Linked DNA regions of Mus musculus: region 1 is linked to region 2. A link is a contact called in public HiChIP or PLAC-seq data. All regions are on one chromosome and are shown on one strand. Each heading gives the region's core, a stretch centred on a gene start, on an enhancer-like site or on the middle of the called end of the contact. The rest is flanking DNA. Distances are from core to core; before and after follow the strand shown. Region 1 has its middle 27 kb from the start of Crb2. Region 2 holds the start of Rc3h2 (ring finger and CCCH-type zinc finger domains 2).

The links. HiChIP or PLAC-seq counts read pairs in DNA pulled down with a chosen protein or histone mark.
Region 1: a contact with region 2 is called in an H3K4me3 HiChIP or PLAC-seq map of pro-B cells, with 2.7 times the contacts expected there. The contact joins the enhancer-like site here to the promoter of Rc3h2 in region 2. A contact is called at or near these places in 8 of 39 promoter capture datasets (the 3T3-L1 cell line, 3T3-L1-derived adipocytes, the C10 cell line and 4 more), 7 of 115 datasets of contacts at active chromatin or transcription factors (embryonic basal ganglia, embryonic brain, embryonic limb bud and 3 more) and 2 of 9 other capture datasets (adipose tissue and liver).

Annotation. Positions count from the first base shown.
Region 1 is chr2:37,746,108-37,752,868 of GRCm38.p6, forward strand. No RefSeq gene overlaps it. Among named protein-coding and RNA genes, the nearest start is that of Crb2, 27 kb to the right of the region's middle. Within about 2 kb of position 3,399, at least 79 of the 459 cell types and tissues checked have an H3K27ac peak or open chromatin away from gene starts, as enhancers often do. A contact at or near this core is called in adipose tissue, neural stem cells and pro-B cells, where this site is marked.
Region 2 is chr2:37,418,897-37,425,646 of GRCm38.p6, forward strand. It overlaps Rc3h2 (ring finger and CCCH-type zinc finger domains 2), which reads right to left and starts at 4,007. Exons shown (of 22, transcript NM_001100591.1): 1 at 3,871-4,007; 2 at 536-571. It overlaps Zbtb6 (zinc finger and BTB domain containing 6), which reads right to left. Exons shown (of 2, transcript NM_146253.5): 2 at 6,604-6,750.

The sequences.
Region 1 (6,761 bases), core at 2,149-4,648, 330 kb after region 2:
ATACACAATTTAAGAAAACGAGTGTCCAAGCTCACATACATGTACACACTATTTAACAAGGCAACTACCTCTCAGAGCCTTGGTACAGGTGATGGAATACCCCTGAAGTATGCTCTTTTTGATCAGGCTGGATTGGGTGTAAGACAGAAATCATTGAGTGACACTGGTCACCATGCATAGGTTTTATCTCTCTGATACTCACTCTCCATGGTCCCAGAGACAGTGTCCATTATGATCAACGCCATTCTTCACCTCTTAGTGGTTCAGTGCCTGAGTCAAGTCCTCAGGGCTAGGGGTAAGTATTAAACAATAATAACTGTAGCAGCAAACACAATTGAGCCTGCACATGTGTGAGCATTCATGTGCAGATCCTTCTATCTCCACTTCCCTAGCACCGAGATGACAAGTGTGTGCCTCTCTGTTTGGTATTGTGAGTGTGTGTGTGTGTGTTCTCAGGTGTGTGGGTCCATGTGGGTCTGAACACATGTATGTGTGTAGGCTTATGGAGGCAGACATCAAGTGTCTTCCTCTATCACTGTGCACTTAATTTACTGAGGCGGAGTCTCTCTGAACTGGCTAGTCTAGTTAGCCAGGTTGCCCTAGTGACCCCTGTTTCTGCCTCCTGAGTGCTGAGGCAGGTGAGCTGCCAGGACTCTTTTAAGCTCAAGGACAATTTTATTGGGGTTTTGAGGGCAGACATGCTATAAATCTTGGCAGCTGCCTGGAGAAGGGAGATGGAGAAAAGGAAGAAAGCAAGCCATGCCCTTTGCAGAGGAAATTGGCAAGTGGCCACATGGCAGAAAGGGAAGGAGGCTTCAGAGAGTGACAGGAAAACATGCACAGAGGTGCCCAGTCACAGTTGTGAGTTCAGATGCTACCTAGTTCCAGGCTACTTGTGCTGGTGCAAATAACCGTATTGGGGCATACGGTCAGGAACAGACATAGAGAGAGCTTACTGAGAAAAGCACTCCTTATGGCTCAGTAGTAAGAGCACACTGGCTGCTCTTCCAGAAGATCCAGGTTCAGTTCCCAGCATCACAACTCGTTGCATAACTCCAAGATCTGACCCCCTCACACAGACATAAATGTAAGCAAAACACCAGTGCAAAAGCCCCATCCAGCTTTCTGATTTAAAAGGCCCATGCCAGGCCCAGGATTTCTCTTTTTCTCTCTGCTTGCTGATGAAAGCACTGTGACTGCCTATATACTGCCATGCTTCCTTCCATAAAGACAATGGACTAAGCCTTTGAAACTGTAAGCCAGCCCCCAGTTAAATGCTTTCTTTTGTAAGGGTTGCCATAGTCATGGTGTGTCTTCATTGCAGTAGAAGAGTGGCTAAGACATTGTCCTTTGTTGCTGGCCACTGTATACCAGGCCTATCTGGCCCATGACCTGTCTCCCATCTCACCATAGGAGCACTGGGATTGCAGACATGTTCTGGCATTTTGAATTCCAATTTCTGTGTATCTAAACTGAGGACCTTGTACTTGTTTGGCAATCACTTTATCCTCCAAGTCTCCCCTCCAGCCCCACTACCTTTATTTCCATAATATGTATCTATTATTTTAGATATATCTTCATATCTAAGTTTGCAGATACAATTGAGGTCCAGAGAGATTAGGTAACTCTCCTCTGATTACACAACTGATAAGATGCAGGGTGAGGTTCACAGAACCGAGGAAGGACATCTGGGCAAAGCTCTGGAGGATTTTGCTTCTCAGGGCAGAAAGGTGAAAAAAGGAAGATGAAGGGAAGGGACAGAAGGAAGCTGGAGAACTGTGGTGCCTGTGAGATAAAGGGGCTTGTGAAAGCTTCCCAGGGGTGGGCTGTCAAAGGAACCTTTTAAAGCAGGATAGTCCAAGGAGCCTTTGAAGTTGTGTGAATTTATCTCTTAAAAGAAGCATCCCCATGACTTGTCTAAGTCTGCCTCTGCTGCCTCATGCACAAATACCTTTCACAGTGGGTTTGGGAGCAGACGGGAGAGGGTGTTGGCTGAGACCCAGGTCTCAGAACTCAGGAAGAATGAAACATCAGGTCCAGGTCAGCCGCCAACCCAGACACTAAATGAATTTAACAGCTTCAGTGCAAAGGGGAGGAGGGGTGTGAAAATGCAGGCTATTCCAGAACTCTCCAAAATACTCAGACTAGCTCTGTCCTTCCATGGTATATGAGATGGAGATTTGAGCACATGCATTTGAACTGGGCAGGGAAGGAAGGCCAAGCTGATAAATGAAGGAAGGGTAAGCTGAGGTTCAGAGAACCTCCCCCATCAAAAAATCCTCCAAGTGCCTGCAACTCCAACTGGGCTGGAATGTGCCGACTGAAACTGTGGGGTGGGTTAACGACATTACTACGATCCAAGGGAGGAGGGGCTTGGAATCTATGGGCACCATAAAGCCTTGGGTCACAACTGGGTGTGACCGTCAGTCAGATGAAGGTGGGAAGGGTCCCAGGGCTAGCCTGGCTTCATCTGCAGACAGGCCTCTGTGCCTCTAAGAGTAGAGGGCAGGGAGCCAGGAAGGACTTGGCAAGAGCCTGGGAAGAAGGAAGCCGAGTAGCCTGGTAAAATGATGAGGAAAAGGGCTGGAGCGGGAGGGCAGCTCAGGCCTGAAGGCCTGCAGGGCAGCTCAGGCTGCTCCGAGCAGCAGCCAAGGCCAGGAGGAAAGGATAAAGGAAACAGAGAGGTAAACTTGATCTGCTGCCCACCTGGGCTGTCTCAGAGGCATTAGATTCCCCACAGTGGTCAGCTGCCAGAGGAGGGCCTGGTCCTGAGCAGGCCTGGGTCTGCAGCTGTGGAGCTCCCCCACCCCACCCCGGTTCTGACTCTCCCTTTCCTTAGGCCAGCTTCTCCAAGGCTCCGAGTTCCTCAAGCCTCTCTTCTCCGTACGTCTGTGTCCCCTGTCACTCCCTTGTGCTCATTCCTGCCCAGGGGTCTCTCTGCAGAGTCCCAGACCTGACTGCTTGCCTGCAGTGTAGCTCCTGGTATAGGGTGCAGTTTTAGAAGTGTTCCCTTCTCCTCGTTGACCCCTCTGGGCAAGGATGCTCCTCAGGGCTCAGAGCTTGCAGACGCAGTCCCCAGGAATCCTCAGACACTTGACCATGAACTGCTGTGGTTCTGAGACCCTGCTTCCTTTACAGCTATGTGGACTCGGTTCTGTTCTGCCTTCTTACTGTGCTGGGAGGTGGTTGTCAGGCTTGGGCACAGGCTTACAACCTGCTCCCTCCACCAGAACAGCTCACTTACAGCATGGGTTCTAAGAGTTAAGTTTGCTCTTGGAAGGGAAGGCTTCCACATAACTCACAACAACATCCAGAGGGCCTGGCATGGATCTGAGCCCTAAACCAACCAACCTCACAGTGACTCATATTGCCCATGGGACTTATGTCCTGTAGCTATGACTCTCAAGACCGTGTAGGCAAGAGCACACGGTGAGGCAGTGCCACATTATTCACATACCACTCCACGCAGCCTCTTCCTGTTTTATTACTAGCAGTCACCTCCTTGCCGATCCTAGCGTCTTCTGTGTTCCTGTGGCGAATAGCTTATAGAGTGGTTCCCCACAAGACTCAGACATAGTTTTCTTCTAATAGTCACTGTATTAGTCAGGGTTCTCTGGAGTCACAGAACTAATGGAATGTATCTATATAGTAAGGGAATTTGTTGTAATGATTTACAGTCTGCAGTCCAACTAACCTAACAATGGGCAGCTATGAATGGAAATGCAAGAGTCTAGTAGTTGCTCGGTCCCACGAGGCTAGGTGTTTCAGCTGCTTTTCTGTATAAGCTAGAATCCTGAAGAAGTAGATTCCAACAGATGTGCTGGCAAAGTAAGTGCAGGAAAGCAAAGAAGAGAATCTTCCTTCTCCCAGTGTCCTTATGTAGCCTCCAATAAAAGGTTAATCTGAGGTGGCTCAGATTAAAAGTGTGTACCACCACACCTGGATCTGGAACTTGCTTTGTCCCAGGCTGACCTTGAACTCAGAGATCTGCTTGCTTCAGTTTCCCAGGCATGTACTACTTTGCCTGGGACTAACCTTTTTATGGCCACTATGCTTCAAGATCTCCATGTCAAGATCTGGTTAGAAGCCTGTGTCTTTCAGTCGCAATGGATGGTGTGCCCTCCATTTCTCAATTGTAGTTTATTCCAGACGTAGTCAAGTTGACAACCAGGAATAGCCATCACAGTCACCAAGTGGACTTTGTCACCTCTCCAGGCACCAGGAACCTCTGCTGATACCTTTGCCCACTTTAAAACTTACAGATTAAAACTCTCAGACACTTGTTTTGGCAATTGTTTTGCTGGGGAGTGGTAGCTTGTACCTTTAATCCCCATACTCAGGAGACAGAGGCAGGCAGATCTTGGTGAGTTCAAGGCCAGCCTGGTCTGCAGAGTGAGTTCTAAGACAGCCAGAGCTACACAGAGAAATCCCATCTAAATAATAATAATAATAATAATAATAATAATAATAATAATAGTTTTGCTTAAGGTGTGGTGTTTTAAACTTTTATGTGTGATACCACACCTATACCCACAGCCCCCTATCCCCACATAGACAGAGCCTCACACACACACACCAACACATACATGCACATTCACACAGGAACATGCACATGCATGAATGTGCGCACCTGCCTACCCCCTGGGACCGGAGTAGAAGGAACCGTCTATCCCTCTGACACCTGTCCAGAAGGTCCTGGTTTCCCTGGAGGAAGTAGGTGAAGCTTCCTCAGGTCGCTGGGGTTCCTCTCCAGGCCAGCAATACCTTCCAGTTAATCCTCAGCTAGCCCCTCAGCAAATCCCTTCAGCTCCAAGACAGAAGCCTTCAAGCCTGAAGCTTTCAAGCTCTTCTGCCCTTTAAAGTCACTCCCAGGAGCCAGGACCCAAGGGACTCTCACCAGCACTGCCTCACTGAGACCCCACTTCCGGTGACTTTGGGACACATGGCCGCTCACAACTGAATAGAAATCTCACTAGGAAATGGATGACATATTAGTGTTTTCCTCATGAGGTCACTTCATAAACTACCAAGAGCTCAGTAGGACCCCTGGACCCCTTTTCTCTATTTCTTAGTTTGGGGGAGGAACCCTGCCCTCCTTTGCAGAGAGGAAAAGATATTCAGAGAGTTAATTTCCTCTGCAGAATTTTCCAGGCTCTCAGTTGTGCTGGTCAACCCCACCAAACCAGTTGGACCTGTCTTCCTTTGAGGGCATAGTCTTAGTGTGGTGAGTACCCAGGCTGAAGGTTCTTATCAGGATATCCAATGTATGATGCCTGCCTAGCTGAAGGCGCCATCCCAGAACCCAGCTGAGAGACCCAGAAACAGGATGGAGTTATAGCTCTACTGGAAGAGTGCATCTCTAGCATTCACAAGATATGGGTTTGATCCCCAGGACTGATTAAACTTGGTGTGGTGGTGCACACCTGCAATCCCAACACTTGGGAGGTGGAGACAAGAGGATCAAGAGTTCAAAGTCAGCCTGGGTTAGGTGAGATCCTGTTTCAAAAAACAAAGCAAAACAGAACAAAGCAAAATAAAAACAAACAAAAACAAATAAAAAAACCCAAATGGACAAACAAAAACCAGAAACTGCAAGCCATCCTTGCTGTGTTCTCCTCTTTGCCCACACCTTGGTCTTCTGACCGCTTGGCATTTAGACACAAGAATGCTCCTCACTGATTTCTCTGCTCCAGTTCCTGCTCTGCCCTTTCCTAACAGTTGGTTCACTGCCCCTTCACATCCTCCAGTGGCTTCCTATTGCCTAGAGAAGAGCACACAGATTATTCCTTTCAAAGGCCAGGCTTCTAGAGCCTGGGAAAATAGCTCAGTGGATAAGGTGTCTGCCACACACACTTGAAAACCTGAGTTTGATCCCTAGAGTCCATGTAGGAAGCTGGGAATGATGAAGTGCTTGTAATCACAACACTAGGGAGGCAGAGGATCCTGGACTTGCTAGCCAGCCAGCCCAGCCTAATCACCCACACCACATCTTTGTGAAAAATTCTAGGCTTCTAACCACAAGAGAAAGTTAGTCTCCCTTGAATCTATATCCTGGCACCCAATAACGGATTGATAATATTTATGAGTCCTAAATTCCAGAGCACTATACTGAGAGCTGTGATCTTGAATCAAGGTGGTGGGAAAGAAGGGACTGTGATCCATTAGTAATGCCTGTCATGAACACAGCAATGGCAAAGTTGCAAGGCTTTTGCTTCCCTGTTCTACTTGCTTCAAATCATCCATGATTTTTCCAGGACTCTCTGACTCCTCTTAGCTCCGAATTGGGACATTGGAATCCATAATCTAGGCCGTTAGCACCACAAGTTCTAGTCTTCCCTAAACTTGCTGTCAGATTCGCCACAATTCTACCAGCCATCAAGTTGTCAAGACTCTGCACATTTTCCCATCCTTCTGATGAATTGGAGTGACCATGACTCTGTCTGCCTGGCCTTGCACTGTGCTGCTGGCAGAATTAATTCACAATTACTAGTAGCATCCTTTCACATTCAGACATGTCCTGGTTTGTACTGTGAATCGTAAACACTTTACCTATAAATCCAGCATGGGCGACACTGAAAGTCCTTGTGTTGTGGTTAGATATCTCAGGGACTGCTGGAGTGCAATGGATTCAAACTGTTGGGAGGAGAGGAAGCTGACAGGAGGGGAGTGAGGTAGGATCTCCGGTGCTGACTAGCTTTAGAATGTGGATCCCTGTGTGATCAGAGGAAAAGGAACCAGAGAAGGAACCTGGCTTCCAGTGG
Region 2 (6,750 bases), core at 2,757-5,256:
CAGAGATTGAGAAAACATTCTCACTATTAACTAATTTCAGTACCTAGTTTTTAACACTGACAAGGCGTAAGATAAAGCACAGAAGGAGAAATACTCAAGTAGAGGCAGAACCTTAAACAGGCTCAGACTCCCAAGCTATAAGTTCCTTGATATAAGTCCAAATTCATAATATACAAAGAGTAACAGACTTGTTTTATAGATGTAAATTACAAACTTCTTTACCGAAATAAACAGTGTACTAGCAAAATACTTTCATTTTCTGTTACTCGTATTACATAGTCAGTTCAGAACCATGACACTTTTAAAAAGTCAGAATAGAGCATATGTCTTTTTCACTACTTTGTGTGTAAAACATAATAGTGTAACACAGTATTTTATAATTCTGTTTATACACTTATACACTTAGAGGTTGGTTGTTAAACAATCATTATTTACATTTGAGTACTATAGTGGACTACACTGACACTTCCCCATATAGAACATATCAAAGTAATTAGTTTTGTTCAAGGATGTAGCTCAGTTGTAGAACACTTGCCTAATGTTTGTGAAGCTTTAAATTCAATCCCCGGTACTGCAAAACAAAACAAAACAAAACACAGCTTTAGACTTAAAATCATACTAAAAGCATCAGAAGTACAATGTAAGATTTAACCTAAAAACAACAAGCAAACAGAGCTAATAGAAGCAAATTCTACATCTCAGCTCTCAAGAAAGAGATTTTGGATAAAAAAAGAGCTATATCACAACAACTGTTGTTCTGTTTTAATCTATAAAATTGATGAGATCAAATTTTACTCTTCAAATTAGGGGCTGAACCCAATTTTTAAAATAAGATAGAGCTTTCAATGCATTCTAATAGGCTTCTTAATGATGGCTAAACATGAAATACTTCAAGACTGAACTTACTTATTCTGCCTCTAAATAACTTTATCTTTCTTTTCTTTTCTTCTTTCTCCATTCCTAGCTGTCCTGGAACTCAATTTGTAGACCAGGCTGGCTTTACATTCAGAGATACACCTGTTTCTGCCTCCCCAAGTACTGGGACCAAAGGCTCACGCCACCATGTGGCTAACCTTATCTTTCTTATTACTGAAGTTCTTAGTTACTCTAATTATTCTGACTCTAAAAGGATACCATTGGGAAAGTTTTGGGTTCCACATGTATGTATGTATATTTTTATGTATGTATGTATGTATGTATGGTGCCACCGCATGGCAGTTGAGTCCTATAAATACGAAGGAAGTTCAGGGCAAGAGGACAGTTAGCAAGCTAAAGGTTAGCCTAGGCTACAGAGCAAGTTCCACCCTAGGCTGGGTCAAATGAGACCCTGAATCAAAAATATCAAAAAACTTCCAGCAGTGGTGGCACATGCCTTTTATCCCAGCACTCAGGAGGCAGAAGTAGGTGGATTTCTGTGAGTTCAAGGCCAGGATGGATTACACATAAAAAAAATAAATAAATAAATAAAAAAAAAACCCACAAAAAAATACAACAATCTCTGGTTTTCAAAAAGAAAAAACCATAGCGGAATCAATTTTGGTGGTTTATTTTATAAGTAAAATATCATTTTAACATGTAATCATGTAAAAACCTAAATATTAAAATGTTATAGAATATTCCATTAAGTCTTTGAAATGTAGTATACATTTTGCATTTAACAACACATTTCAAATTACACTAACTCCATTTTAAGTCCTTAACTGTCACATGTGGCTATCAAGTAGTAAAAGCAAATCTCGACTACAAATAATATAAAATAATACTCAAGATCTGATTTTTATTAGAAATTTTGAGGTACGAGTCACACACTTAAGGATTTAGAAATGGAATTAGAAATTAGAGATGTAATCAACAATTCTCACGAGACTGGGTACAAATCATCTTTAATTTCCAACTAGCTTTATTTTTAATCATAGACTTCCCTTTTCCATCTCTAGGAAATGAAATTTCAACCAGGTCCAACCAAAAATAAGCATGTACTTATTACAGCCTTGTTAAGCCAGGGATGGTGGTGCACACCTTTAGTCCCAGTGTTCATGAGGCAGAAACAGGTGTTCTCTTGAGTTCAATATTAGCCTTGTCTACATAGTGAGTTACAGGACAGTCAGGGCTACTTGTGAAGGGGAATCTTGTCTCAAAGAACAGAACAAAACAAAACAAAAAACAAAATAAACAAAACTTTTTACAAATTTATAGCATTTTTACCCATCACATAACGTACAGGCTCTAGTCTTAAAATATAAAATCCTAAGTGTAGAAAATAATGCCTCTGACAACTGGAAGGCAGCAAATTACAAACACAGAAACTAAATTAATGAAAACATGAACAAGAACGTCTTCTTGCATGTCATACTAACACAACAATAACTCATGGGGTAATTCAAAGGCTCCACTAATGAATTAGATTTCAATTCAATTCTCGAAGAATAAAAGCCTGTTTAATTATGGTACCTGTCTTCCCTAAACAAGACTAGAAAATATATTAAGTGTTTTGTCCTTCAAGCAATTTTCCAAACTCTGAATGTGGGAAACATGAATCACCAAATCAACAAAACAATGGTAATATTGGAAAATAGCCTTTAATAGGATAGAATAGTCTCTGGGTTTTCAAGAACTGACTGTGTTAGTAAACAATTTAAGTAAACAATTTAACATGGATATTGATGTCAGATCAGTGATGTAGTTTTTTAACCACATAAAAGGTAAAAACAGGAATCTACAAACTATTCTTAATGAGTCCAAGTCTTAGGCTGTGTATACAAGTTAACCACAAAGAGACTAGACCCACCAACTAGAACATTCGTTTCTTTCCTTCTGTCAAATAATATCACTTTAGTGTGCCATTATTAGCTTTCTCTGGTTAACTCCAAGTTTTTACTGGAACTTTAAAGCCTGACTACTAAAAATGACAGGAAGATTTGTAAAACACTTTTAACACTTTATTCGGGATATAAAGTCAACTCTAATTACAGTGGGTCAAGATGAGAAGAAATTCCTTAGGGTCCTAAGGTTAGGAGGACAGTGGGATTAAAAAGAACCGAGGTGGAGCTTAAACAAAAATCTAAACAGGTTGAGAATCACTGAATTTGAATACTTAATGTCTGTGATTACTTTAGACTATTTTGGTCTGAAGGCTGTGTCTGCCAGTATCTTAAAAACTCTGGTGATTTCAAGGATGGAAATGACAGCTACCCTTATCTCCTTCCTAACGACAGAAAAGTACAGCTGTTTCTCTTAGAAACAAAGATGCTTTCTACCATTCTCCTAAGATGGTGGAAGAGTCTCCTTATGAGGCTCCCCCAAGGAAAATAATAAGAAAGGGGGAAAGAAAACTATAGCAGAATTCCCTGGCTGTGCTTCATGCCATCGCTCCTAGTCACATCCCCTGGTCCAGCCATCTCCCTCCAGGGAGGTTAAGCCCTCCCTGGGCATTGTTTAGCCAGGGTCCCTATTTACAACACTCAGATCGCCTCCATCCCAGCGCTGTGGTCTCGGTAAGCCCAAGGGCTGAAAAGAAAACGCTAAGACAGGACCTGATCTCGGGGACCTTTTCGAAAGCCCCTCTTCCTACATGGGTTAAGCAAAGAAGGAAGCCGGCCTCTGTTCGGGTGGGATCCTCAGTGGTCAGAGGCGTCCCTTCAGCCGGTGCTGGAGAAAGGTGGCCATCTGAGCGTTTCGCTTCGCATCAAAAAGCCCTACCAGAGCGAGGGGCCTCTCTGTCGTGTCAGGTGCGGCCCGCGACTCCCAACCCTCGGGGTACCGGCGGCCACCGTGCACAGGCCGCCGGGCAGAGACAGCTCCCCGCCCCACCTCTGAGGACCCGGCAGCCGGGCCAGGGCCCCAGCCGCATCTTGCCCGCCCCCGCCCTACCTGAGGGGCCCGGGCGGGGTCGCTAAGGGCCGCTCCCGGGGGCCCCGCGACGGCGCGGCTCGGCGACGGAGGCGCCTCGTCTCGCCGGGGCAGAGCTCGGCGGCGGTTTCAGGGCCTCAAACTCCATCGGGAGCTACAGGGACAGCCCCGTTGGCGGCGGCGAAGGCCGCGACGGGGCCTCCTCCTCCTCCCTCCCTCCGCCTCCTCCTCCTCCTTCTCCTCCTCCTCCTCACCACGGAGGCGGACCTGGAGGGATCCCGATTTAGCTCTCGCGAGAAGATACTGTTCACTTCACGCGAGATTACGCAAGCCCGGGAGTTGGGGCAGAAGGGAAGCGTAGTGGCCCGGCCACCAGAACTGCGCATCAGTTTCCCTCTGAAGAAGAAAGCCACCCTCGTCACATGACAAAGGAACCCCAGAGTACTGTGGGAGATGATGCGAGGACTAGGCAAGACGAAGGGCCTTATGGGAAACTCCCTGCACATCTAAGCCTTGACCAGGAGGCTTGCAAGATTGAGCCAACGTTAAATTTATCATCCATAGAGCAGAACCTGCTTCATCTATGTTACAGTCTACTTTACTCTCTTTGTAGTGAGATACTAACCAGATTAGCAAATAATTCTCCAGTTTACAAAAACCAGGACCAAAGTGAAAACGTTTGGCAAACCCACCTACCTCATCTAAAATCCCAGATGCCTCAAAAGTGAGAAGGATCAAATTTTACAAGTTTTGGAATTATAACTCAATATTTGTTAGAGGACTTATGGCAACCTGTAAGGTAGGAATTATGAAGAAAGACTGAAAATAAGGATGAGAAAAGCAACAATTATAAACAAATATGCCAGGCTGTATGATAACTGATATTTTAAAAGCATTTTAGTTTTATAGTTAATTTATCAAAGTAATCCTAAAAGGTTAATATTGTGAATCTATGCTAATGATGTGCAACTGAATGTGAAACAAAATGTTCAGCAACATCCATGATAATAATCTGTATGTAAGTTAGAATATGGAAATTTCTCTAATGAAGCTTTAAATATACATGAGTTATAATCCAGATGTGGGGCTGGCGAGATGGCTCAGTGGTTAAAAGCACCGACTGTTCTTCTGAAGTTCCTGAATTCAAATCCCAGCAACCACACCGTGGCTCACATCTGATGCCCTCTTCTGGAGTGTCTGAAGACAGCTACAGTGTACTTACATATAATAAATAAATAAATCTTTAAAAAAAAATGCAGATGTGATGGTGCATCCCTGTGAACCCAGCAATTGAAAGGTCCAGGCAGAATCATAGACTGAACTGCTTACAACTGCAGCTCCAGTGACACAAAGCTTCTGGCAAGTGTGACAAGATCGGCTTTTTAGTTTTTGCATTTTGTTTTTTTTTGTGAAAGATCCATTGGCCCCACCTGTTTGTTGTTTGTTTTGTTTTCTGGTGCCTTGGCTAGCCTGTAACTAGCTCTGTAGACCAGGCTGGCCTCAAACGCAGAGATCTGACTGCTTCCCAAGTGCTGGGATTAAAGGCATGTACCACCACCTGGCAGCCCCACCAGCTATACATTAATAACTCATTATTCATAATTTCATCCAATTATGTTAATCAAAAAAGAAAGTTTCCCAACAATCAGGTGTACATTTTGGTATTTTCTTTTTGTTTTTGTTTCAAGACAGGGTTTCTTGTGTAGCCCTGGCTTTCCTGGAACTCACTCTGCCTCTGGAGTGCTGGGCTCAAAGGTGTGCACCATCACCACCTGGCACATTTCTGTTCTTTTCAACTGGACAGTGATGAGTAATTTTATATATACATGTTCCCTAACCTACTGTGTGTGCATTTTCCATTCTACTTCCATTTGATATTTTTCCATTTCACACAGGAAACATTCCCCAAACATGGAAAACCACATTAAAAGTTAACAATCACACCTTCCTTTCCCTATTATGTTTTTTAGACAGGGCTCAAAAACCTGTATAGTCTTGGCTGTCCTGGAATCACTCTATAGACCAGGCTGGCCTTGATCCTTGATATCTGCACGACCCAGCTTTCCCTATCATTTTTTAATCACTGGCATTTTTCCAAATTAATTTCAAAAACTTAACAATTGTTTGTCTACCTCCATTAAAATACAAGCCCTATGACAGTTGGTAATCTGTTTATCTACCTTTTAGTACATATATAAACCAGTAGGTAGGTTCTTTTTTTTTTTTAAGATTTATTTATTATTATAAGTACACTGTACCTGTCTTCAGATGCACCAGAAGAGGGCGTCAGATCTCATTATGGATGGTTGTGAGCCACTATGTGGTTGCTAGGATTTGAACTCAGGACCTTTGGAAGAGCAGTCCATGCTCTTAACCACTGAGCCATCTCTCCAGCCCCAGTAGGTAGTTCTACTTTTCACTGTCCAGTTGAAAATAACAGAAATGTGCCAGGTGGTGGTACATTAAACAGGCAGGAGAGAGTGAGTCTTTGGGCTTCATAGATTACCAGGTGGTTAATGTAGCTGACTACTCTTGCACAGCAACTGAGTGCAGTTCCCAGCTCACAGCTGCCTTCACTGCAGCTCCAGGAGGGGATCCAAAGCTGCTAGCAAGCATATGCCCACACATACACATAACTAAAAATATAATAATAAATCTTATGTACACATAACCCCACACACATAATTTTAAAAAACATTATTACTAAAGAGAAAATGATTCCTTTAAAATTCATAGAAATACACAAGCCCAAAGTTCTCCATTCCCACCTCCGGTTTATTGTTTCATACAAACATAATTACATCCAATGAAAAGAGGAAAGGATTTTCTCTACAACAAAGTAACAACCTTTTCAAGATCTTTTACACATTTAAATGCAGTACATACTAGGTTCAACCCAAA